4 separate regions of the Danio rerio genome follow, and regions 2, 3 and 4 are each linked to region 1. The links are chromatin contacts, called in public HiChIP or PLAC-seq and Micro-C maps. All regions are on one chromosome and are shown on one strand. The core of a region is the stretch at or near the end of the contact, and the rest is flanking DNA. Distances in the headings are between cores, read along the strand shown. Region 1 has its middle 17 kb from the start of irx6a. Region 2 overlaps fto (FTO alpha-ketoglutarate dependent dioxygenase). Region 3 holds the start of irx3a (iroquois homeobox 3a). Region 4 overlaps LOC141375400 (a long non-coding RNA gene).

The links. Hi-C and Micro-C count contacts between places; a contact is called where the count stands out from the background. HiChIP or PLAC-seq counts read pairs in DNA pulled down with a chosen protein or histone mark.
Region 2: a contact with region 1 is called in a Micro-C map of caudal fin, with 4 times the contacts expected there. The contact joins two enhancer-like sites. A contact is called at or near these places in 2 of 18 Hi-C or Micro-C datasets (caudal fin and embryo) and 1 of 4 datasets of contacts at active chromatin or transcription factors (caudal fin).
Region 3: an H3K4me3 HiChIP or PLAC-seq map of embryo shows a contact between it and region 1, with 10 times the contacts expected there. The contact joins the promoter of irx3a here to the enhancer-like site in region 1. A contact is called at or near these places in 5 of 18 Hi-C or Micro-C datasets (caudal fin, embryo, hematopoietic stem cells and 1 more) and 2 of 4 datasets of contacts at active chromatin or transcription factors (caudal fin and embryo).
Region 4: a contact with region 1 is called in a Micro-C map of caudal fin, with 14 times the contacts expected there. The contact joins two enhancer-like sites. A contact is called at or near these places in 3 of 18 Hi-C or Micro-C datasets (caudal fin, fibroblasts and an unstated tissue) and 1 of 4 datasets of contacts at active chromatin or transcription factors (caudal fin).

The regions. Positions count from the first base shown.
Region 1 is chr7:35,608,111-35,611,535 of GRCz12tu, forward strand. No RefSeq gene overlaps it. Among named protein-coding and RNA genes, the nearest start is that of irx6a, 17 kb to the right of the region's middle. Within about 2 kb of position 1,396, at least 3 of the 62 cell types and tissues checked have an H3K27ac peak or open chromatin away from gene starts, as enhancers often do.
Region 2 is chr7:36,378,440-36,381,788 of GRCz12tu, forward strand. fto (FTO alpha-ketoglutarate dependent dioxygenase) reads right to left here. Exons shown (of 10, transcript XM_001345874.9): 7 at 3,179-3,298. Among named protein-coding and RNA genes, the nearest start is that of fto, 70 kb to the right of the region's middle. Within about 2 kb of position 1,517, at least 4 of the 62 cell types and tissues checked have an H3K27ac peak or open chromatin away from gene starts, as enhancers often do.
Region 3 is chr7:36,149,094-36,152,729 of GRCz12tu, forward strand. It overlaps irx3a (iroquois homeobox 3a), which reads left to right and starts at 1,432. Exons shown (of 4, transcript NM_001320125.1): 1 at 1,432-1,856; 2 at 2,510-3,539. The coding sequence starts at 1,644. The region is part of intron 7 of LOC141375396 (a long non-coding RNA gene); the gene reads left to right.
Region 4 is chr7:36,546,783-36,550,222 of GRCz12tu, forward strand. It overlaps LOC141375400 (a long non-coding RNA gene), which reads right to left. Exons shown (of 2, transcript XR_012383395.1): 2 at 2,738-3,440. Among named protein-coding and RNA genes, the nearest start is that of aktip, 17 kb to the right of the region's middle. Within about 2 kb of position 2,144, at least 5 of the 62 cell types and tissues checked have an H3K27ac peak or open chromatin away from gene starts, as enhancers often do.

The sequences.
Region 1 (3,425 bases), core at 146-2,645:
ACCGTTATGTTATTATTAAGTGCATTGAAATAATGAAGTACACTTTAAATAAATTTTAAATACTTAAAATTAGTTGCAGACACTGATTAAAATGGTTCATAATAACAGTGGAGTACTGCTTTAACATTTTAAAAAAAAATTAAAAAATGTGGTATTTGTCTGGGCCAAGTGGAGGAGTTTACATGTTGGAAAAGGCTGGAAATGGACATGTATATATCTATTAGCCTGCTAATCCAAATATGTCATGTTTACTCTTTTTGGCATCTCTCCTAGAATACTACAGGATTTCTTAGATTTTAACAGGCTCATGCTGACATTAATATTTAGTATGAAAATATTTTGTTTTAGAGGGAAGCTTTTCTCCATGACTCATACTGTATATTTTTTCAAGTTGGATGGGAATTATATAACTGTCATGTTTTAGGAAAACTAACATGGTTACCCTATTGGACAAATAAACATGTTCCAAACCTATTTGAGTTTTTCTTTCATCTGTTGAACACAAATGAAGATTTTTTTTTTGAAGACTGTTGGAAATTGGTAGCCATTGACTTCCGTATATTTTTTTATTAGTAATTCTATAAAATTGATTTCAGAACTTTTTAGAAATGTCTTCTTTTATGTTCACCCGACTGCCTTCGCGTGGGTTTCCTCCGGGTGCTCCGGTTTCCCCCACAGTCCAAAAACATGTGGTAAAGGTGAATTGGATTGGCTAAATTGTCCATAGTGTATGAGTGTGTGTGTGTGAATGTGTGTGTGGATGTTTCCCAGAGATGGGTTGCAGCTGGAAGGGCATCCGCTGCGTAAAAACTTGCTGGATAAGTTGGCGGTTCATTCCGCTGTGGCGACCCCGGATTAATAAAGGGACTAAGACGACAAGAAAATGTATGAATGTTCACCCAAAAAAAAAGAAAAAAACCACTACATATCAGTTTGGAGGCACTCAAGGGTGAGTAAATGGTTAATTAAATTTACTTTCGTGGGTAAATTATCACTTTAAAACATTATTTCTAAAAAACTGTCAGGAAAATGAAGTCATTTTTGTTCGTTTTAAATCATAAAAAACTATAAAGATAAATATGCATGAACACACGCATATCATATGAACTGTGGATAACAATAATTGGTGTGAAAGGGATGCTAAACGTATTAGACCAGGGGTGAATTTCAGTGCACTGAGATTTAAGTGTGTGTGTGTGTGTGTGTGTGTGTGTGTGTACTCCTGTATGTATGTGTGTGTGTGAAGAAAATGAATGAGACTAGCAGGTCTGCAGTTTACCTGAGTGTGTTTTTCCTCTCTCTGTCACTCTTACGGGCCTCTGCCAGAGTTGTCAGGGGAAGTGAAACTCCATGTTGTGCCTGGAGAGTTCGGTCTCTAGAGGTCAGTGCAGTTCCACTAGTGACAGCTGCACTCACAGACCTGCTGGAGAGCCAACATGGCCGCCAGACACTAGATGATCATGGGGAGGAGGGGGCAAAATAATTAAAGCGAGGATCAAATATGTTTGGGTGACAAGCAGTCAGATTCACACACACACAGACAGACATACACACAAACACACAGAGGAGTGCAGCCCTCGAGGGTCCCTGACCTTGTCTCTGAAAGCGCTGCTGTGTGTGATGGTGTGGAGCTCATGAATGAATGTAAATGAAGGACTGCTGTGTGGCTCATTCAAACTCAGACTGCGCTGTCTGTGGACATTACGTATTTGAATAATTGATGTATGAAATATTATTTTTTATTGTTCTCGTTTATGGAGTCGTATGTGTGAAATGTCTGTGGTCTTTAGAAAAATTGTAATAATGATAATAATAATAGTTGTCACTTATACAAATATGGTACTTGCATCAGTAATAATAAATAATTTTATTTAATGGTCATTTTTATTAGTTTATGTTATCAGTATTTATTATTATAATATAATTATTTAATAATTGATCTCTGCCAATATTTTTAATTATAAATATATATACTATATATATATATATATATATATATATATATATATATATATATATATATATATATATATATATATATATATAATTGTTATTATTATTATTATTATTGCTACTATTATTATTGTTGTTGTTGTTATTATTATTATTATTATTATATTTGATTATTTGCTGTTTTTATTTATATTACTGAATAATGCAGATAACTATTTCTATTCTATACTAATAATAAAAAGAATATATTAATAAAATTAGAGCTGGACCGATAAACAATATTATATTGAATCGCAAAAAAAATATGTTGATAACAATAAGCTCTGGATTTTTACTGTTTATTGAATGCACAGCAAAGGGAATCTAGAAGTCTGTTGATATTTGAGTGCACCAATTTTTCGGCCACCCAAAGATAATCAGACAAAATAGGTTATTCTATTTAATGGATCGTCTCATTTTTGTGGCTTCAGTCATTGTTGGGATGTTCTTATAAATCTGGAAGCATTACCAACTAATTTCAAATTTTATTATTGTTTAATATAATAATAAAAAAAAGCCAGCTTGCATTTTTGCTAAATAAAATGTATAAATAAATTACTACTACTACTAAAAAACAACAACAAAACATTTTTTTAACCTAATAGCAACAATTATTTAACTGTTATTATTATATGTTTTTATACTTTTTTTTTTTTTTGTCACTTCTCAGAGCCATAAGAGGCATAAGCATCTTGATAATTATTGGACTTGACTGTATCTTGTTCAAGTACTCCAAAAACAGCCATTTCAAAAGTAGGCCTGATGGCTTTATTATATGCCTCGGACAGAATTTTAAATATAGTTAATATATAGTTAATATAGTCCAATAATCGAACAGTCTGGGTCATGCCAACAGTACTTCTAATGCAACTATTAATAATGATTATTACTATCAATATTAGTACCCCCCCTCCTCCCTTTTATTTTATTTTTATTTTATTTTTTTTATAAAGAGTAACACCTGGATATTTCCAAAACCTGAATGTGATTGAAAATTAAACAATTTGTTCATTAATACCGTAGACCTGCATAGTCCACTCATCTGTTTCTCTTTTTAAAAAGCACTTTTTTTTCAATCTGTGGCTGAAGTACAAGATGAGAATAGGGTGAATGCACCTCCACCCGTCCAGAGCTCTGGTTTAGCGTAATGTCATTATGTCCAGTTAGTTTTAAAAAGCCCTTTTTTATAAACATTTACAGTGTGGGCCACAAAGGGAGCTGCTGTTCCGCTTGCTCTGTTTGTATTGTGGTTTTGGTCACGTTGGGCTTGGACTGACGTGTCTACAGAAAACGGGTGGCAGAAACGTGGTCTGCTCTGCCAAGATTTAAAATTAGTAACAAATTTAATATGTTCAACGCAAGCATCCCTTGCCACAGAGATTGCGAAAATGCGTTTCGAGTTTGTCTCGGGGTCTCGATGAATGACCACAAAG
Region 2 (3,349 bases), core at 267-2,766, 770 kb after region 1:
TATATATATATATATATATATATATATATATATATATATATATATATATATAATTTTTTATTATTATTATTATATTTATATTTATATAATAGAAATATTTCCCAAATGATGTTTAACAGAGCAAGGTAAAAGTAAGTCTAATAATATTTTGTCTTCTGGAGAAAGTTTTATATCAGCTAGGATAAAAGCAGTTTTGAATTTTTTTAAAAAGATTTTAAGGTCAAAATTATTAGCCCCTTTGAGCTATATATTTGTTGGATAGTCTATAGAACAAACCTCATTATACTATAACTTGCGTAATTACCCTAACCTGCCTTGCCTAATTACCCTAACCTGCCTAGATAACCTAATTAACCTAGTTAAGGCTTAAAAGTGCCCTTTAAGAATACTAGTATCTTGAAAAATATCAAGTCAAATATTATTTACCGTCATCATGGCAAAGATAAAAGAAATCAGTTATTATAGATGAGTTATAAAAACTATTATGTTTAAAAATATGTTGAAGAAATCTTCTCTACATTCAGCAGAAATTGGGGGGGGATTAACAGGGGAATTAATAATTCAGACTTCAACTGTATGGTCTCGGTGCAACTTAATTGTACAATATACAATAAAATACACAATATGCTTTAAAAGCATAGTAAATGTAAGTATAGTGTCTACTTTAAAAACAGTGAACATAAAATGTCCTTATATTTGTGAAATGTTCTGACGGCCTTCTGAATAACATTTGTAAAACAACAACAAAAAAATATAATAATAATAATAAAAATAATACTAATAATAATAGTTGTTGTTATTTATTTTTTGTTATTATTATTATTATTATTATAATACACAAAGTATTACATTGAAAATATTTTAATACAACTTAGCAAAACTTGTTTAAAGGATAATGGGAAATCATACACATTTATATAATTTATACCGATATTGGATTATTGTTGTGCGTGTCCACTTTTGTCACTAATAAATATTTTACCAAAAAAATTACTAAAAAAAAATAATAATAATAAATAAATAAATAAATAAATAAATAAATATATATATATATATATATATATATATATATATATATATATATATATATATATATATATATATATATATATATATATATATATATATATATATATATATATACTAAATGCTATACACAGAAACTAAAATATACCCTATTACACAGGTGAATGTCAGCACTATTAAACTGTTTCTGGAAACAGAAGGAAAACTGGTATCTCATCTGAGACTGTCTCACCCCTTCTCTCTCTCTTTCTCTCTCTCTCTCTCTCTCTCTCTCTCTCTCTCTCTCTCTCTCTCTCTCTCTCACACACACACAAACACACACACACACAAACACACACACACACACACACACACACACACACACACACACACACACACACACACACACACACTCACACACACTCAAGAGGCTGTCTTTAGCCCCAGCAGCACATTAGATGTGATTACTGCTCAAAGAGCGAAACGGGCAGTGAGAAACAGGCAGACTGTGATGATACAACAGTGCCCCCTACTGAAAGACCCTTTAGCACTGAGAACACAAACACAGGCATAGAGACCAAACACGTGTCAAACAGACAGTTCTGATCAGCTGTGATGGCCTAGATGTAAATAACCACTGTGTGTGTCCAGTACTGAAAGCCTGGATGCTGACCTGCTTAAAGAGGTCAAGTGCGGTCAGAAGGTTTATGACGAGAACAACAACTTCTTGTCCCTTCTTGTTTTCTTTTTTAATTGAATTAAAGGCTGCAGAAAATAACTTTGACCAGTAATTATTACAAGCTACAATATTATGTGGTTTAAATAAATCACATTTTATTTCTTAACTGCAGCGATGTGATTAATTTAAGCCATCTATAAATGCACAACGGAAAATATCAAGCTGCACATCTCCCAACCTCAGTGGAAAAAGTCATTTGATAGGTTTATCTACAGTACATACCTCAAGGTTACTTTCCCAGACACCACAAAGACAGCACCTGTGTTATATTCCTTACATTAAGCAACCGCAGCTAAAATATGAGGATGAAAAGTACAACGTGTTAACTAATACAACTGCTAATGGGGGGGGGGTGTCGCTGGGTCGAACCTCGGCTCAGTTGGCCTTTCTGTGTGGAGTTTGTATGTTCTCTCTGTGTTAGTGTGGGTTTCCTCCGGGTGCTCCGGTTTCACCCACAGTCCAAAGACATGCAATACAGGTGAATTGGGTAAGCTAAATTGGCCGCTGTGTATGAGTGTGTGTGCATGTGTTTGTGGATGTTTCCCAGAGATGGGTTGCGGCTGGAAGGGCATCCATTACGTAAAAACTTGCTGGATAAGTTGGCAATTCATTCCGCTGTGGCGACCTCGGATTAATAAAGGGACTAAGCCGACAAGCAAATGAATGAATGAATAATAATGATAATATTAATAATAATAATAATAATAATAATAAAAGTAATTAAAAATAATAATAATAACAATTATAATAATAATAATAATAATAATTGTAATAACAGTAATAATAACTATAATAATAATAATAATAATAATAATAAAAGTAATAAATAATAATAATAATAATAATAATAAAAATAATAATAATAATAATAATAACAATAATAATAAAAATGATAATAACAAAAATAATAATAACAATAATAATAATAATAATAATAATAATAATAATAATAATAATAATAATAATAATAATAATAATAATAATATAACAATAATAATAACAATAATAATATTAATAATAACAATAATAATAATAATAATAATAATAATAATAATAATAATAATAACAGCAATAATAATAATAATATTCCAGATAAGGATTTTCATTTTTTCAATTATATATACATAAAATGATCATAAAAGAAACTACATATTCAAATGTTCTAATCTCTCATGTACATATTTGTCTGCCTCCCTCATTCTTGTCGTCTGGACGGCCACACACAGAACCTGCACACTTGTTTCACATTCACCACATGAACTGCGGATTTAAATAAATGTAAAATGTGTTAAACAGCGCTGAGGTTACAAGTGGTAGCAGAAAGCAGAATCAAATTAGCCAAAACATTTCATAAACAAACACTGCGACTGGCAAGCTGTGTGTCAGACGCTGAACTGAGCGAAAAATCTGGAGGCCTCACTCCAACTCTCTTACCATTCTCTCCATTTCCTTCCAATCTTTCTCCATCTGCTCCATGGGTTTAGTCCACCAGCTGCAGAATCGAGCGTAACGCCGGCCCTGGAACCAGTACTGCCTCAGCCACTCAAACTCCACCTAAAAGAGCAGCACAGGTCAACATGTTAAAGCTGCAGCCTGTCTCCACAC
Region 3 (3,636 bases), core at 182-2,681, 540 kb after region 1:
GCGCTCTGAATGGCATCAGACTGCTGTTCTAATTAATAACCCCCGTATTCCTGCATTGTTAGACGTCAAAACAGCAGGCACGTGGTAAAGAGAACATGGAAATCTGGGAGTCCCTAAATAAGCGAAGAGCCAATACAAATGCCATTCCAGATATTATGGGATGCCTTAACAATATCTCTTTAAAAGCAGATGGTAGATTTAAGAGGAACATTAAGTTCTTGGAAACCACTTCAGTAAATCCAAACCGAAGTTGATTTGCCCTAATCTTTCATTACTGAATTGAGATTTAGTCATCCTATATTCAAATAAATGAAACTCGTTAAAGCACTAATCGGTGCCGTTGTTTGGAAGACGATTAGCAGACATATGATGACACTAGACTAGAGGCATAATACGATTATGGATGTTTCCTGCATATTTTCATATATTGATTCAAGGAATTTCAATCGTGATCATCGTCCTTGTTTTAATCCGTATTATTTACAGAAGGGTGCGGATTATATCAGATCTTTTCAGTGGATATCTGTCGATCTGTAGAGTAATCCGGTAGGTTAATCGCTTAAAATATGTTTTTTAAGAACAGAAGATTTTACACATGAATGCAATTGAAACATTTGCGATTATAATTTAATACATCAAAAACGCCCAGAAGACTGACAGTTTAACTGTATTACTTACATGACATAATAATAGTAATAGTAATAATAATAGTAATAATAATAATAATAAGAGTAGTAATAATATTAAGTTAAAATGTAAATGCACCACACTAAATTGTAATTTAGTGAATATGTACATAAAAAATAAATGTGCTGCTCTTCAAGCTTTTCGTTTGTTGTCAACTTACTCAGAAGGCGAACGGTAAAATGCCAATGTTTTGATGGTTCACACACTAAAGGCGTCAGAGGACCTCGACTGGCTTGTTCCGTGTAAGATGAACTAAAAACGCTCTTCGTACAGTACAAGGTTTTCCTTCAGTATTTTGTCAGCGCAAACAAAATTCTGTCTGAACTCTCCGATTTACACTTTGAAGTTTTTCGTTTCACATGCATGAAGAAGACGCGACTAAATGAAAAACACTAGATCTCACTAGATCTTAATGACTCAAGAATAAAATATTTACCATTTTGTGGATCAACATTTTTGAGAAGTAACAAAAAAATGGGAAAGGGCTGAAGCCGCGAACAAATAACAAATGAAATGATTGGCGAGCCATAAAATGAGATTTGAAACTCATTCAAATAAGAGATGGCGACGTCAGAGGACTTATCCAGACGGAGAGCAGGAGCGGAGAGAGAGAGAGGGGGAGAGAAAGAGGGAGGGAGGGAGAGAGAGAGAAAGAGAGAGGCTGTGTAAGTGGGGGTGAGACTTGAGAAATAGGAGGAGCTTCTGAACGACTAAAAATGTCAATCACAAAAAGGAGTTCCAATAATCTAAAGCAATCTGTAAGGACCTGACCTTAGTCCATTCAGATCAATAGGGAAGTAAGGGAGGAAAGCGCAATCGGATCGTTTACACTGGCTCTTTCGGAGGAAATATAGACTTCCCTGACACTTTGTACTCACTGTAAAGTGGATATCGTGGTGCGCACCAAGAGGGCGATTCGCCGCTTTTTGTGACTCCAGTAGACTTTCTCCACAACAATGTCTTTCCCACAGCTGGGATATCAGTACATCCGACCCATATACTCGCAGGACAGGCAGGGGATAGGCAGTGCCCGAGCCGGGACAGACCTGAGCCCGTCCGGGGCGCTCTCTAATGTTCTCTCTACTATGTACGGATCACCTTTCGCAGCCGCACAAAGCTATGGAGCTTTTCTTCCTTATTCAAATGATCTGTCCATTTTCAACCAACTGGTGAGTAATCATTTTATTTTCGTGTAATTTTTTAATCTTACTATAATTGCACAAATAAAATTAACTGTTTAAAACATGTTTAACATATATGCCACGGCTTAATACCTAACAAAATCCTTCAATTCGTGTTTCTGTACTAGTCGTTACCGACTGCTTGTTTTGCTAAATGATTGTGAACTTTGCTTTTTTTATGTTTTGTAAAGACAAAAAAGTTTTAAAAAGTTATAAATAATAGCTGTTCAAAACAAAAATAAGCGAAAAGCGTGTTATTGTGATGTTAATGAATTGCAATCAATTAAAATAGCTATACTATTTTATTAGTCTACTTCTTTAGATGTGCATATTAAAATATCATGTGTGTGGTGTGTGTGTGTGTATATACGTGCATTTAATTGTTGATATTTTAATATAGGATATATGCAATATCTTGTCAGTGTGAAATAATTTATATAAATGCATTGACAAGTTATTAAATAATTTAATACAGTTCATAAGCCCAATGTTTTTTATCTATTTTTTTTTCTTTTTAATTGCTCTCATAGAATCAAAATCATTTACAGAATTAACATATTCTTAAACAATACATCCAGGTCAGGCCAATTATAGTGATAGGGAATTGCACTAATGTTGAATCAATGTTCTGTGTTTTTAAGGGAGCACAGTACGAGTTAAAGGACAGCCCGGGCGTCCAGCATCCTGGATTTGCTCATCATCATCCTGCTTTTTATCCATATGGTCAGTACCAGTTCGGAGACCCTTCCAGACCCAAAAATGCCACCAGAGAGAGCACCAGCACGCTTAAGGCCTGGCTAAGCGAGCACCGGAAAAACCCATATCCTACCAAAGGCGAGAAGATCATGCTGGCCATCATCACTAAAATGACCCTCACTCAAGTGTCCACCTGGTTCGCTAATGCCAGGAGGAGGCTAAAGAAGGAGAACAAGATGACCTGGACCCCACGGAGTCGCACGGACGAGGAAGGAAATGTTTACAACAGCGATCACGAGGGGGATGACGGAGACAAACGCGAGGACGAGGAGGAAATCGATTTGGAGAATATCGACACGGAGAATATTGAGAATAAGGACGATTTAGACGAGCAGGACGAACTGCATTCTGATTTGAAACTGGATGGCAGGAGTGACTCAGAAATTTCAGACGGCTATGAGGATTTACAAGGGCCGGAGCAAAGATTGTTCAAAGCGATGGTGAAAGACGGTAAAGAAATTCACGGCGACCGCGCAGAGCACTTTCACCATCACAGTCATCACCATCACCTCCACCACAACAGCTTAGAACAGGCCAACGGCGAACCGGTCAAAATCAACCAGGCCATTATCAACTCTCCGCCCTCAGAAAACAACCCACCTCCGGCTCCAAAACCTAAGATCTGGTCTTTGGCAGAGACCGCCACAACTCCAGACAATCCACGAAAATCTCCTCTGATGAACGGGACTTCCGCTGCGTCGGCCACTCAGACCATCATCACTCCACATAGACTCCTTTCGTGTCCCGTTGGGAAAATCCAGAGCTGGACAAATCGGGGTTTCACCGCACACCAGCTCGCCTTGCTGAACTCTAACCACTACTTAGGACTCAGTAACCAGGCTTCGGCGAATGGCCTTGCCCTGTACAGCAGACAAGCAGAGGACAGGAGTCAAAACTCCGAGTCCACAGTCACAGGTACATGTCACCCACACTGAGAAGCGCAGAGATGTGCAATTATTGCTTTTTATTAATATCATTAAGACTGTACTGACAGACTGGAGACGCACCATTC
Region 4 (3,440 bases), core at 894-3,393, 940 kb after region 1:
AAACATTATTGTGCATGAGCCATTTATAAATGCAGGCCTAAAGAATCTATCTACCTTATTTCTTAAATATATGTCTATGAATCTATGTCTTGTTTGAAAACCTCTTTTGTGTTTGTGACTGACTAAAAAGAATATTCAATCTTTAATCTTCGTTCAAGAATCGAAACCCACATCAAGCTGCATGATGCTGATTCACTAAAAGGACCAGTTTGTAAAGTTTGGAATTAGGCTTGTCTTGCTGTTTTCAATTTAGTAAAAACAACCAGTTCCTAACAGAATAAACTTGGAAATCAAACTTCACTGGTCATGATAAACGTTTCAGGTCTACAGTATAAAGAACCTGATGAATCTAGATTGGAAATCAGGCTTAAGTGTTTATACTGTTTTGTGTTGATTCATTTGTTTAAAGCATCAACTAGCAAAAAAAATCTATTGTGGTTCTGATTTTACTGAATTTTTTAACTGACTATAAAGTACTATAAGGTTCTAAGCTTGGAAATCAGACTTCACTTACTGTTTGCCTTTTTTCTAAACCATTAAACAGAATCGAGGCAATGCAGTGGCGCAGTAGGTAGTGCTGTCGCCTCGCAGCAATAAGGTCGCTGATTTGAGCCTCAGCTGGGTCAGTTGGCATTTCTGTGTGGAGTTTGCATGTTCTCCCCTCGTTCGCGTGGGTTTCCTCCGCCTGCTCCGGTTTTCCCCACAGTACAAAGACATGCGTTACATGTGAATTGCTGCCTAAATTGTCCGTAAAGTATGAGTGTGAATGGATGTTTCCCAGAGATGGGTTGCAGCTGGAAGAGCAACTGCTGCATAAAACATATGCTGAATAAGTTGCCGGTTCATTCCACTGTGGCGACCCCAGATTAATAAAGGGACTAAGCCGAAATAAAATGAATGAATAAACAGAATTGAATGTCAAGATCTGATTTAAGATTTGATGGTCGCTCTGTATGAATTTTCTCTAACTAAACTAAACTAGCTTGTAAATATTTTTCAATTATATATGACTTCACTGTTCACACAGCATGTTTTTGACTAAAATAAACCAGAAGAACCAAGCTTGGGAATCAAATTTTACTGATTTCACTGTATGTTTTTGATTCGCTATAAAGAATGAATACCAAACTTTACTGGTCAGGCTTTTTGTTTTTGATTCAAGACCAAGTTTGTAAAAGTAATTTGCTTGGGAATCTGACTAAAATGGCTTTGCTATATGTTTTTGATCCACTCTAAAGATTGTCAAACTTAAAAATTCAAACTTCACTGTTTGCCTTGTCATTTGTTCTGCAATCCGTAGAGTCAAAAGAACTTCATTGTGATCAGGCTGCATATTTCTGACAGCCTAAAAAAAAAGCGGCTCAAGATAACATGCTTGGGAGTCTGACTAAATCTGAATATGATCGCATATTATATTTTGAATGTTCCCTATAAAGAATCGGAACAGTCAAGCTCAGAACCTGGCCGTCACTGATCACACTGTATGTAATGCTAACCTGCTATTAAAAACAAATTTATTCATTTAATAACATAAACCGGATATCAGTTTATGGATGTCAAATGTCAAATCTCTTTAGACGTATAGCCAATGTTTGACCCAGAATCATGAAATCCTATGCATGGGAAGCAAAACTATAAGTTTTGGTTCACTGAATGAACATAAATATAGTCATTGATATTTACTGCAAATCTAAAGTGAAAACAGCAGTTTAGTTCTCGAGTGTGTGAAATAGCTATTTGCTCTTGGTCAAGCACAATGCACGACAACACACCAAAAGAAGCACAGAAAGAAATGTAGGAGAGAGAGAGAGAGGTGTTGGAGGGTGGTATGGCATTAGGTCTTGATCTTATTAGCGGTGATTGGTTTTCTCCGACCTCACACTTGGTTTGGGCTGTAATTGCCTCTGGCAGGACTGGGGCTGTAACCGTGGCGATCGGGGAGAAAAGTGCCATGCCTTTGTTTGCGGCAGCCGCCACATGGTGTTGTGTGTGGCATCAGCTTTGGGGAGATGATGGTTATAACCGTGGTGCTGCCTTTTAAAATCATTTAATAGGGAGTCGTTTCACAGGCATGAGCTCTGAGGCTTGGGGGGAAAAGCAACATCACAGAGAAGGAGTTTATAAGTTCACGCCAGGAGAGAAAAGTGAATGATAGAGAAAGGCTGCCACCTGCTGTTCATGAGCTAAATGGCTCCAGGCCGGGTACGTATTTTTCTCCGCGAATATATTAAACGCTTTCAGTTCATTAAGAATTTAATTTTGTTTTCTAATTTTCTCAAAGGGGTGTTTTATGAAACACAAGACTTTATTAGAAATTTATTTTATTTTTAGTGACATTATTTTTTTATACATTCAGTATCTTGTTTTTTATTTGCTCTTTGCAAATAAGCTATAAAATACGCTCAATTTAAAATTCTCTGAATTCATATTCTTGTTGACTTGCTGATATTTAAAGTTACACGAAAAATTACACGAATCGTTACCTACCTTCGAACATACCTTCAGCTCGTCTCACTTTTTTCCTGATGACCATTGTTATAATTTAGGCAAAAGCAGTTGACTGCAGATGCCCGTCGAATAAAAAGTCTACTGCTTTTGCCTAAATCACACTTAAGTGCAGCTTTAAGTAGACGAGCTCGCTGTTCCCCTACTGCGTTAAGTGTCTAGTTTAATTTAATTCAATAATCCCGATAAATGAAATAAATCCCTTTTGGGACACCCATCTTTGGTTAGGGAGATAATGCGAAATGAGGTTCGGAGAGAAAAATTAGGACATTATGGTTGATTGAGCTTTAACAAAAAGAGGAAATATTAATACCGAGATATCCTTTATGTTTATAATTTTCGTTTAATGAATGGGCGCATCCGTGTGGAAAAAATAATCACAGGGAAAAAATGGAGGAGAGTAGATTGTTAGGAGCTTAGTTTAGGAACGAATTAACATTTAATCCAATCCCGATGCAAATTGTTTCACTTAAAACTTTTCATTTCGTTTTGTGTTATGAATTATGCTTTTGCGTGTGTTTCAACAGAAGTCTGTGCATGAAGCTAATAGAAGCCAGTGTAGGACTGCTTTCTGCTGAACTTTGAACAGAGGTGTTCAATAGAAAGAAATGCATACAATGTAGGCTATAATAAAACGTTTAAGCAGAATATTTGAATTCATTTTGAGGGAACTGCAAAGCTAATAATAATCATGTATCATTGTGACATATTTAAATAAACTGTTGTTGTTGTTGTTTTTTACTGTAGCCAAGATTTCCAAGCACCCTGTTGCCATGTTTTATTACCAAGTCTTGCTTAGGCTACAGTTAACAAATCTATTGAGGTATAACACAAGACAGAAAATAATAGAATTTAAGTATGAACACCAAAGTCTTTTCATTAGGACATTTGCTGTTGCCTAAATCTACGGGGTGGGTAAAGTAACAAGGCAATAT